3 separate regions of the Sus scrofa genome follow, and all the other regions are linked to region 3. The links are chromatin contacts, called in public Hi-C and promoter capture Hi-C maps. All regions are on one chromosome and are shown on one strand. Each heading gives the region's core, a stretch centred on a gene start, on an enhancer-like site or on the middle of the called end of the contact. The rest is flanking DNA. Distances are from core to core; before and after follow the strand shown.

Region 1 (2,700 bases), core at 150-2,649, 170 kb before region 3:
CCCTGCCTCCACGCTTCTCCCCTACCCGCGAGATCCCATTCGTACCACTGCCCCCTCCCCACCGCAGACAGCCCTCCTCCTGCTGGACGCCGCGGTTCCCACCGCTACCCCTCCGCGCGCCCTGCGACCCCCGCCCGGGCCGCCACGGCCCCCAGACCTTTGGGAGGCTGCAAGTCTCCAAAAAAAGTTCTCCAGCCGCAGCCGCCGCGGAGCTGGGTCGCCTGCGAGCGGCAAAAACGCCACCCAGCCCCAGCAGATCCCGCTTCTCGCCAGCACACTTTTCCTCCCCGGGAACTCGGTTCTTCTCAGACTCCCAAACTTCAGCTGCACCACCGGCGCCCCATGCCCCAGCTCGGTGAGGCGCCGGTGGCTGCGACTGCCGCGTTGCTCCGCGGGCCGGGGAAAATCCCGACGCCCACCCGGCCCACGCCCGCACACGCCCTCCTCGCCCCGCGCGCGTCTCCGCGCCCCGCGGGGCCCCGCTCGGCCGCTCCGCGCCCGGCTTCCGCCCGCCGCGCGCCCGGTACCTCCGCCCTGTCTTCGGCCGGCGCACCCGGGCCCGAGCCCCGGCGCCCGAGCCCCCGCCGCGGCGCCCCTCGCGGTGCCCGCCCCGACCCCCGCCGGCCCCTCCAAACACACATTCCATTCGCGCGCCCTTCTCCACGCACCTGCCCCCTCCCGCCGGCCCCGCGACCCCCAGTGGCTCTCCGTCCCCGCAGCCCCAGACCCTAGTTTTAAAGTTACTTTATGAGGAGGTGAACCCACGGGTTATTTCCCTCAATCACCCAAACAAGTTTCCATCCTCGCCACCAGCAGCGCCGCCGCCCCCCAATACACTCGCTCCCTCCCGACAGCAGCCCCCTACGGCCGCCCGCCCCACGAGAGCACCTCCTGGGAAACAGCCTCTCCCCTCATCGCATGCCCCCACCTCGCGTACCCCTCCCCCTGCCAGCCCACCCCCGGTTCTCCCCGGGCGGAGAGTGTCTGTGTGTCTGCGTGCCTCAGAGAGAGTGTACGAGTGCGTGTGTGTGCGCGCGTGTGAAGGCGGAGGTGGGTGAGAAGCGGAGACACTTACTTCTCCCGGGCCTGGCTGTCGGACGGGACGGCGCTGCTGTTACTCTTGCCTTTGCCGTACATGCTTGTGCCGAGAGCAGCTCCCACTGTCACGCACCTGTCAACCCATCACAGCCTCCCCGGGAACAGCCCCGTCCCCATGGCGACCCACGCAGCCACCCCCACTATTGGCCGCCCCACGCCAAGGCTCCGCCCCCTTCGCCCAGGCAACGCGCGAGACTGACAGGCCTCCCCCTCCCTTCGGCCTGCCGAAGCGCGCGGTGGCTGCCACAGCCTAAGCGGCAGTCTCCTCCCTCCTTCCCTCCCTCCCGGGTTCCCTCCCTCCTTCCCTCTCCGCTCTCCTCCCTCCACCCGCTCTTCTCCCCCCTCCCCCCTCCGAACCCCGGCGCAAGGGGGGAATTAGAAACTGCTCTAGAAGGATTTTAAACAACTGGCTGTTCTCTCCGTCGCCGCCCCTCCCCCCGCGCCGCCCGCGCTCGGCTCCTCACTGGAGAGAAGGCGCCGGGAGGAGGGGAAAGTGCGGCCTGGAGTCTCCGGCACTAGCCGGCGGAGCTGGAGCCGTGGCGGCCCCAGACTTCTGGGCGCCCGCTGAGCACACAGGCAGACCTACGACCCAACCGCCCCGGGGACCCCCAACCAGCCCCTTTCTCTCACTCCTCTCCTGTCTGTGACCCCCGCGCCGGAACCCAGGGGTGATCGCTGCCGCTCTCGGCCCCACTCCCCGGGTGTCGCCCCCGCCCTGCTCCCAGAGGGCTGGCTGGCGAGGGAGACACGCGCTCGACCTTCTGGCTGAGCCAGGGAGGGACTGCGCCTCCGGCCCTTGGCGCCGCTGGGGTGGCGTCGCCTGGCCCCTTGAGCCGCGCCCTGCATCCCAGGGGAGCACTCTGCCTCGGGCCTGCCTCCTCTCTTTAGAGATGAGCTTGCCTCCCAAAGATGGCCCTGTGATTCATGGGGCCTCGGTGGCCCCCATCCTGTCCCCCTAAGACCTGAGCCCCGCGGCGCACCATTCACCAGCTTCCCTGCCAGATGTGCTGCAGAGAAGGGCCCCAGGTGTGCCTGCTTTTCCAGCCTTGGTCACTGATGTCAACTTACCCTGACCTTTGGAATGGAAAGGGTCTTAGAAGCCTTTAAGGACCTCCCTGTCCTTGTCTATGAGAATAGGCCCCAGCCGTTCTTCAAGGTGTGCAAAGCTTTGCTAGAGCTAAAAGGCTGCCCGAATATTTCTGGATCCAAGCTCATAATCCCATTTTAGTAAATGCACAAAAGTTTATAAAACACACATAACCTGTTTCCCAACAGAACTCCATCCTTTATCTTGTGGAGATCCTTGGATGTAAAATCAGAGAGAGTGCAAATGGGGTTAAAAAGAAGAGATGGGCATCAAATGGGGAGTGACAGGGGAAGGGGGGGTGCAGGTGAGGGTCAGATGGGGGAAAACATCAGGAAAAGACGAATAGACATGGAACAGCTATGGGAGGAGAGAGGAAATAGGATTCAAATGAGGAAAGGCACCCTTCTATTCCTCACATTCACCTTAAAGCTTTTATAGTAGGATCATAAAAATGTATATGGAGATACAGAGATAGATGGAATGGAAAGAAATGGGCTTGTGTGGGTATTGACAGC
Region 2 (2,700 bases), core at 172-2,671, 150 kb after region 3:
AGGCTTTACCAGTAAATTTTCTCATGCTTTAGAAAGAGTATCGAGACTTGAGAGTGAATGATATCATCCCAGCCTTAAGTCTGATCTTCAGATTCTTGGCCTCCTGCCCAACGTTGACTAAGCCCCCCTGGCCCTTTTTCTTTTCTTTACTTTAAACAAGTAGGAACAACTTAAAGCTACAAGGTTTATTTACTCTAACTTTACGGTAAAGATTTCTTTCCATCTCAAGTGATCCCATTAACTCAAAAGTACCCATGTCTCCTTCCCCAAGCACTAATTATTATTTCAGGAACTGTTTATCAATCCGTTTAAGCTGTATTTTAAAATAGCGCTAACATTTCCTTCAGCCATCTATACATCTCTGATGCCTCAGCTTCCTGCCATGCTGTTACTCAACTCATTCCCTTTGCCAAGGTGGAACACCCTGTCTCCTCTGAGGCCTTGGCTAATAAAGCTTATTTAATCAGCAGCCGCGTGGAGTCCTCACCCTGCAGTGCTGCTGGGACTCCCCACTTCACATTGTCCTCTGACTAAACTGGGTCAGCATTTTGAGGCCCCTCCACCCTGGACTCAGGGACAAGAAGAGCCACTTCCCCAGCCCACCCTCCCCTGTTTCTCGTTTTCTATCTGGACTTAGCAGCCTTTTGCATTTTGAACAGCCTTCTAACCTTTTCTGGATAGCTAAGACATCTGAATTTAGCCAGTGATATTTTATTTTTAATTAAAAAGTAGCTTAAGCTGCTTTGAATGTGTATTTGGTAGATTTAATCACTTGCTGCCTTATATTGTTTAATGGTCTCTAATTTTGCAGTGTTGGCGGTTTAACAAGCACTTAGGATTTAAAACACAAGAACAAATTCTCATAGACTCCCTGGTGAGAAGATTTTAATCTGAGGTGCAGTTCCTAAGAACTGACAATTTGGGGTAAATTTTCAGCATGGGACATGGGGAATTGAGGACACTGATAGTTCACTAATTCACAAACTCTTGCTGCAGATTTGTCCATATGATTATTATAGGTGTTTAAAACACTCACCTTATCGTAATGCTGCTTGGTTTGGATCCCAGAGGTTAAAGGAAGTTTCTTGTCAGTGAGCTGTGTTATACTAAAAAGTAGAAGGAGATACATTTATTTGCTGGGGTGGGGGGAGGAAAATGTCCTTCTGGTTTGGTTTGCAGTAGCTCTTTCTGGTACCTTCCAGTTTTAAAGCCATGTCTTTTGAGGCTGCAGGTAGAGAAAATAGGACACTACTTTTTCAATACTGTACTTTCATATAATTAGTATTCACCATAAGCAGTTAATCACCAGAGAAGAGCTCCCAGAGACAAAACAAGTTGTTTAGCTTGTCAGCATTAGGGAATCAGAGGTGTTGAAACATGACTGCTTCTAGCTGGAAGTGGGTCTTGCCGAGGCCGGTGGATGAGCTCATACGTGTGCTTTGCTCTTGTGTGCCAACAGCTCCCCTTACAGTACAGCACAGTAATTGTTCCTGCAAGTCCAATTATATTTTAATGAAATTTGTATACTTCCTAAGATCTTTTCTTCATTATGGTTTTCTTTAAAAAAAAAAACTAGCTATTTTGGATTCTATTTATATATTTTTAAGATGCTCTTCATTTATGCTTTTATAAAGGAAACCAAAACAAGTCATTTGTTTTATGTAGGAGGATTTCTTCTTCTCCACCCTTCATATTCTGTGTTATATAGAATGAACAGTAGGAATTTTTGAATTCCGGAAGTCATGTAGTGGTTTTCCAGGTACATTAAAATATCAAATTTAATTTTTGCAAAGCATACTGAATGCTGTCTTGTGGAGAAACACGAAGATGGTTCTTTTCTTTATCATACCCTCATAATTCCTTTTCTCTTTTCTATCTAGCTTAACCTAATGGGTGTTCTAAAAATGTATTGCCCTTTACTCTGGAGTCAGAATTTTTCATTTATTCCCCTCAGTCTATTCCTTCTTCACGTGTTTCATGGTTACTCTGGCCTTTGATCTTTTTGTTAAGCAAATCTCTATCAGTGGGGTGAATGGATTCCTAACATCTTCCTTTTATTCCAGGTCCAGATTTTTCTTTGTCTCATTCTAAGAGACTTCTGACCTAGAAAAAGGATGGCTATAAAATTTCTTGCTCAGGGGTCTTTTTGTTGTTGTTGTTGCTTCAAAAATAGTTCACTTAGCCTTGTTTTTGACAGATATTTAGAACTTCTTTTGCGTTTGACTGTTACTAAAAATTAGTTTCTCTGCTTTGCTCTGAATTTTCATTCCAGAACCTCTTTTCTTTTTTAGGTAAAGCAGTAGTAAGTAGTTCCCATTTAAATTGACAATACCTTTCTTTCATCAACTGGCTTAGATTTCAGAAGAAATTGTTATTTTGTTTCTTGAAATGCAAATCCATTGGGCTGTGGTTACCTCTTACTCCTTTACATGTCCAGTGTCCACCAGGCCAACTATTGCCTAAGACTCAGCTAACACACCAGTTGTTCTTGTCACTCCCATGTCATATCACATCACATCACATTAAATCGTATGTACATACTGCACTATAGCAAGAAGTTATTTGTTTACTTACCTCCGATAAAATGGTAAGCCAGAAGGTAAGGGTTTAAGGTAAAAAAAGAAAGAGGAAGGAAATTAATAGTGAGTACTAAAAAACCTACAAACTGACAAGCTTTATTCACAGCTGTGTGTGTATAAT
Region 3 (2,700 bases), core at 58-2,557:
TTTTTTAAATTGAGTTTTAAACTATTTCACCTGCAGTAAAATCTATTCTTTTTACAAGATTTGGCAAACAAAGATACAGAACAGTTCCATCATCTTCCCAAATTCCCTTTAGCCCCTTGTTAGTCATTCCCTTGCCGTGGTCACCACTGATCAGTGTTCTTTCACTTTTTAAGACCTTTTTATTTCGCAGTAATGATAGGCAAACAGGAAATTGCAAAAATAGTACAGAGTCCTGTGTACCCAATCACCTTTCTTCAACGGTGATATCTTACACAACCGTCGTGCAAGATCAAAACTATGCCCTGTATGTTTGAAGCAGGTTTTCCTTTCACTTCTTTGCCTGTGTTTACTCCTTTCTTTTCACACAAATTTAATTCCGTTGTGTTAAAAGGAGCAGATGCTTATTTTCCCTCAGATGTCTGCCGTTGCATTTTCAGTATTTCAGTTGGATTACCCTTGTTATTCCTACGCTTTTCTTGTCTTTCCTTTACCTTACCTTTCTCTCCAATTAATTCTGCTGCTAGATTTCCCTCCCCTTGCCCTGAGTTTGTGCCACAGACAGTACTACTGTCAATTTACGAATCCCTAACTTCCATCTCGGTCCTTAAGTTTTAAAAGGGGTCGTGCTTGTGCTTAATGTGTTTACAGTAGTTTTGCAGTGTGCGTTGTGAGAGCCGGCACGGTTCTCCAACCTCTCAGGAAGATTCTAGGGGCACGGAATTGTTCAGTTCCGTTGTTTTTGCCCTACCTTTCTCCACTGGTCATCCTTTTATTTTCCAGACATTTGGCTGTTCGTTGGAGGGGCGTGTGCAGAGGCTCTTGAAGCCGCCAGCACCGCCCTCCCCCAGACTTCAGCTACCTGCCCGCACCTCTCTTCACGAGCCGTCTTTGTGCTGTGCCGAGGAAACAGTCGCCGCCTGGCCCTTGGGTCCGCAAACTGCTGGGCGGGGCCTCGGGGGAGGCCGTCGCATACTTCAGGGAGGTCACGCCCCCTGGCCCCTGCCCAATGCACGCAGCTCACGACGTCAGCCGCCCGCGCGAGCTGTGTTTCAGGGTGCGCGGGATGTGCATTGCGCATGCTCTGAGTGGGTCGCCTTCGGTGATGGCGGCTAAGGGACGTGTAGGACCTGTTAGTGGTGGGCGTCCCAGCTGCTGGCTCTGCTCTTCTACCTCCGTCCTTTTGACCCCCCCAGGCCCATTACTCTTTTTTCTGGGACCGCTGACTGGGCCGTACCTCGCACAGCGTCAGGTCCTTCTCCCCGGTTCCCCTCCCCCAGCCCCGTCGCTCCGCCCCCGCTGGGCTGGGCGACCGGGGTCAGGGGCCGAGTGGAGCGGGGTGAGTATTTCCACAGGCTTTTGCTGCTCGCCTGTTCCCGGCTCTGTTTCCCTCACGGTCCTAACCCCATTCCTAGGATAGAGAGGAAAGACGGGTACGGGTGGGCGGGAAACAATCCAACTCTGAACAAAAGACCGAGGAAGCGGGGCTTCGGTCAGTGAAATGAAGGCCGGGTCGCGCTGGAGTTGCGGCGTGGGGGCGAGCCGCTAGTGCTGGTGTGACAGCGCTCCTGGGCAGCTATGGTCACCTTACCCTGACTTAGGTAGTTACAGTACTGTGTTTGAATCCTGTACCGGGATAGAGAGTTTTTGCCTCGAAACCTTGAAAGTGTATTAAGTTTCTGGCGATTCCAATGGTCAAGTCCCACTTAATTTGAAGTTTTAGGTTTATTAAGTAGCAGGAGTTTTTAATTCCAAATAACCTATCTACTCATAGTATCAGAAATCATGAAAGAGGGGGAAAGGGGGGCAGTTAACTTATTTATGAAAACAAACTTTTGTGATGAAAAGTTTTCACCATTGTGAAAATTATAAACATCTCATCTCTGAAAATGCAAAAGGATAGCTACATGTTGTTTCAAAGTCAAAATAGAGCCTTGTCTAACAGGCTTGCCTGAATCAAGTAATTATTAGAAGACTATACTTTTGCCTGACAGTATTGAGTAGGGCCCAGGCTTTGCAGTTACATTTTTCTGTCTAATGGAGATGCAATTTCTGACTGGGAGAAAAAAAAAATACTACTGAAGGTTGTAGTTTTATTACTCTATTTCCAAGATTTTTATAATTTTTACCATTCATCTTGCTCCTTCATTATGAGTTCAGTAAATTCTTGCCACAGGCTCACTTTGTATGAATCATGTTTATAGCTTTTCAAAAACTGTACTTGCCAATGACCTCCAGTCTTTAGTGGCAAAACCTCAGTTTATACTTTTCAGAATTGGAAAACATAGGCAGGCCCTTTGTAGTACTCAGTTACGTTATTAGGATCCCACATAGAAACCTTCCTTCTTGCTTTTGAAGGGTCAAATGTGGACAGGAAGAGACTTTTACAAAGTGAAAACTTGGCCAAAAAAATAAATGTTGAGTACTGAGAAATGCAAATTAGAGTCTTGCTATTACAAGGTTTGAAAATTGTTGGTAATTTAATTGAAACTAGTAGAAACAATTTTCCCTAGTTTTAAACTGGATTCACTGGGTATAGAATGTTAGAAGATAATGCTTTCAAGTTTCTGAGAAAGATAAGCAACGCCTTAGGAAAAACAAATAGGGTAAAGTTTATAAGTAGTTTTCTTAAGCCTGGGCTCAGTTTGATTATTTATGTTTGAAGCCTGAGTTCTCTTTGTGGCTTAGCAGAAACCAACCCGA

Evidence for each region. Promoter capture Hi-C pulls out the DNA fragments that hold promoters and counts their contacts. Hi-C and Micro-C count contacts between places; a contact is called where the count stands out from the background.
Region 1: a contact with region 3 is called in a promoter capture Hi-C map of fetal liver, with 5 times the contacts expected there. The contact joins the promoter of SSBP2 here to the promoter of ATG10 in region 3. A contact is called at or near these places in 2 of 5 promoter capture datasets (fetal liver and liver), 10 of 47 Hi-C or Micro-C datasets (alveolar macrophages, embryonic fibroblasts, fetal heart ventricle and 7 more) and 2 of 2 datasets of contacts at active chromatin or transcription factors (alveolar macrophages and skeletal muscle).
Region 2: a Hi-C map of brain shows a contact between it and region 3, with 7 times the contacts expected there. The contact joins the enhancer-like site here to the promoter of ATG10 in region 3. A contact is called at or near these places in 1 of 5 promoter capture datasets (liver), 5 of 47 Hi-C or Micro-C datasets (alveolar macrophages, brain, embryonic fibroblasts and 2 more) and 2 of 2 datasets of contacts at active chromatin or transcription factors (alveolar macrophages and skeletal muscle).

The regions. Positions count from the first base shown.
Region 1 is chr2:90,261,891-90,264,590 of Sscrofa11.1, forward strand. It overlaps SSBP2 (single-stranded DNA-binding protein 2), which reads right to left and starts at 1,400. Exons shown (of 16, transcript XM_021084508.1): 1 at 1,076-1,400. The coding sequence starts at 1,137.
Region 2 is chr2:90,580,915-90,583,614 of Sscrofa11.1, forward strand. The region is part of intron 4 of ATG10 (autophagy related 10); the gene reads left to right. Among named protein-coding and RNA genes, the nearest start is that of RPS23, 98 kb to the right of the region's middle. Within about 2 kb of position 1,422, at least 37 of the 83 cell types and tissues checked have an H3K27ac peak or open chromatin away from gene starts, as enhancers often do. A contact at or near this core is called in brain, where this site is marked.
Region 3 is chr2:90,435,720-90,438,419 of Sscrofa11.1, forward strand. ATG10 (autophagy related 10) reads left to right here and starts at 1,308. Exons shown (of 5, transcript NM_001190281.1): 1 at 1,308-1,336. LOC110259416 (a long non-coding RNA gene) reads right to left here and starts at 995. Exons shown (of 4, transcript XR_002341795.1): 1 at 749-995.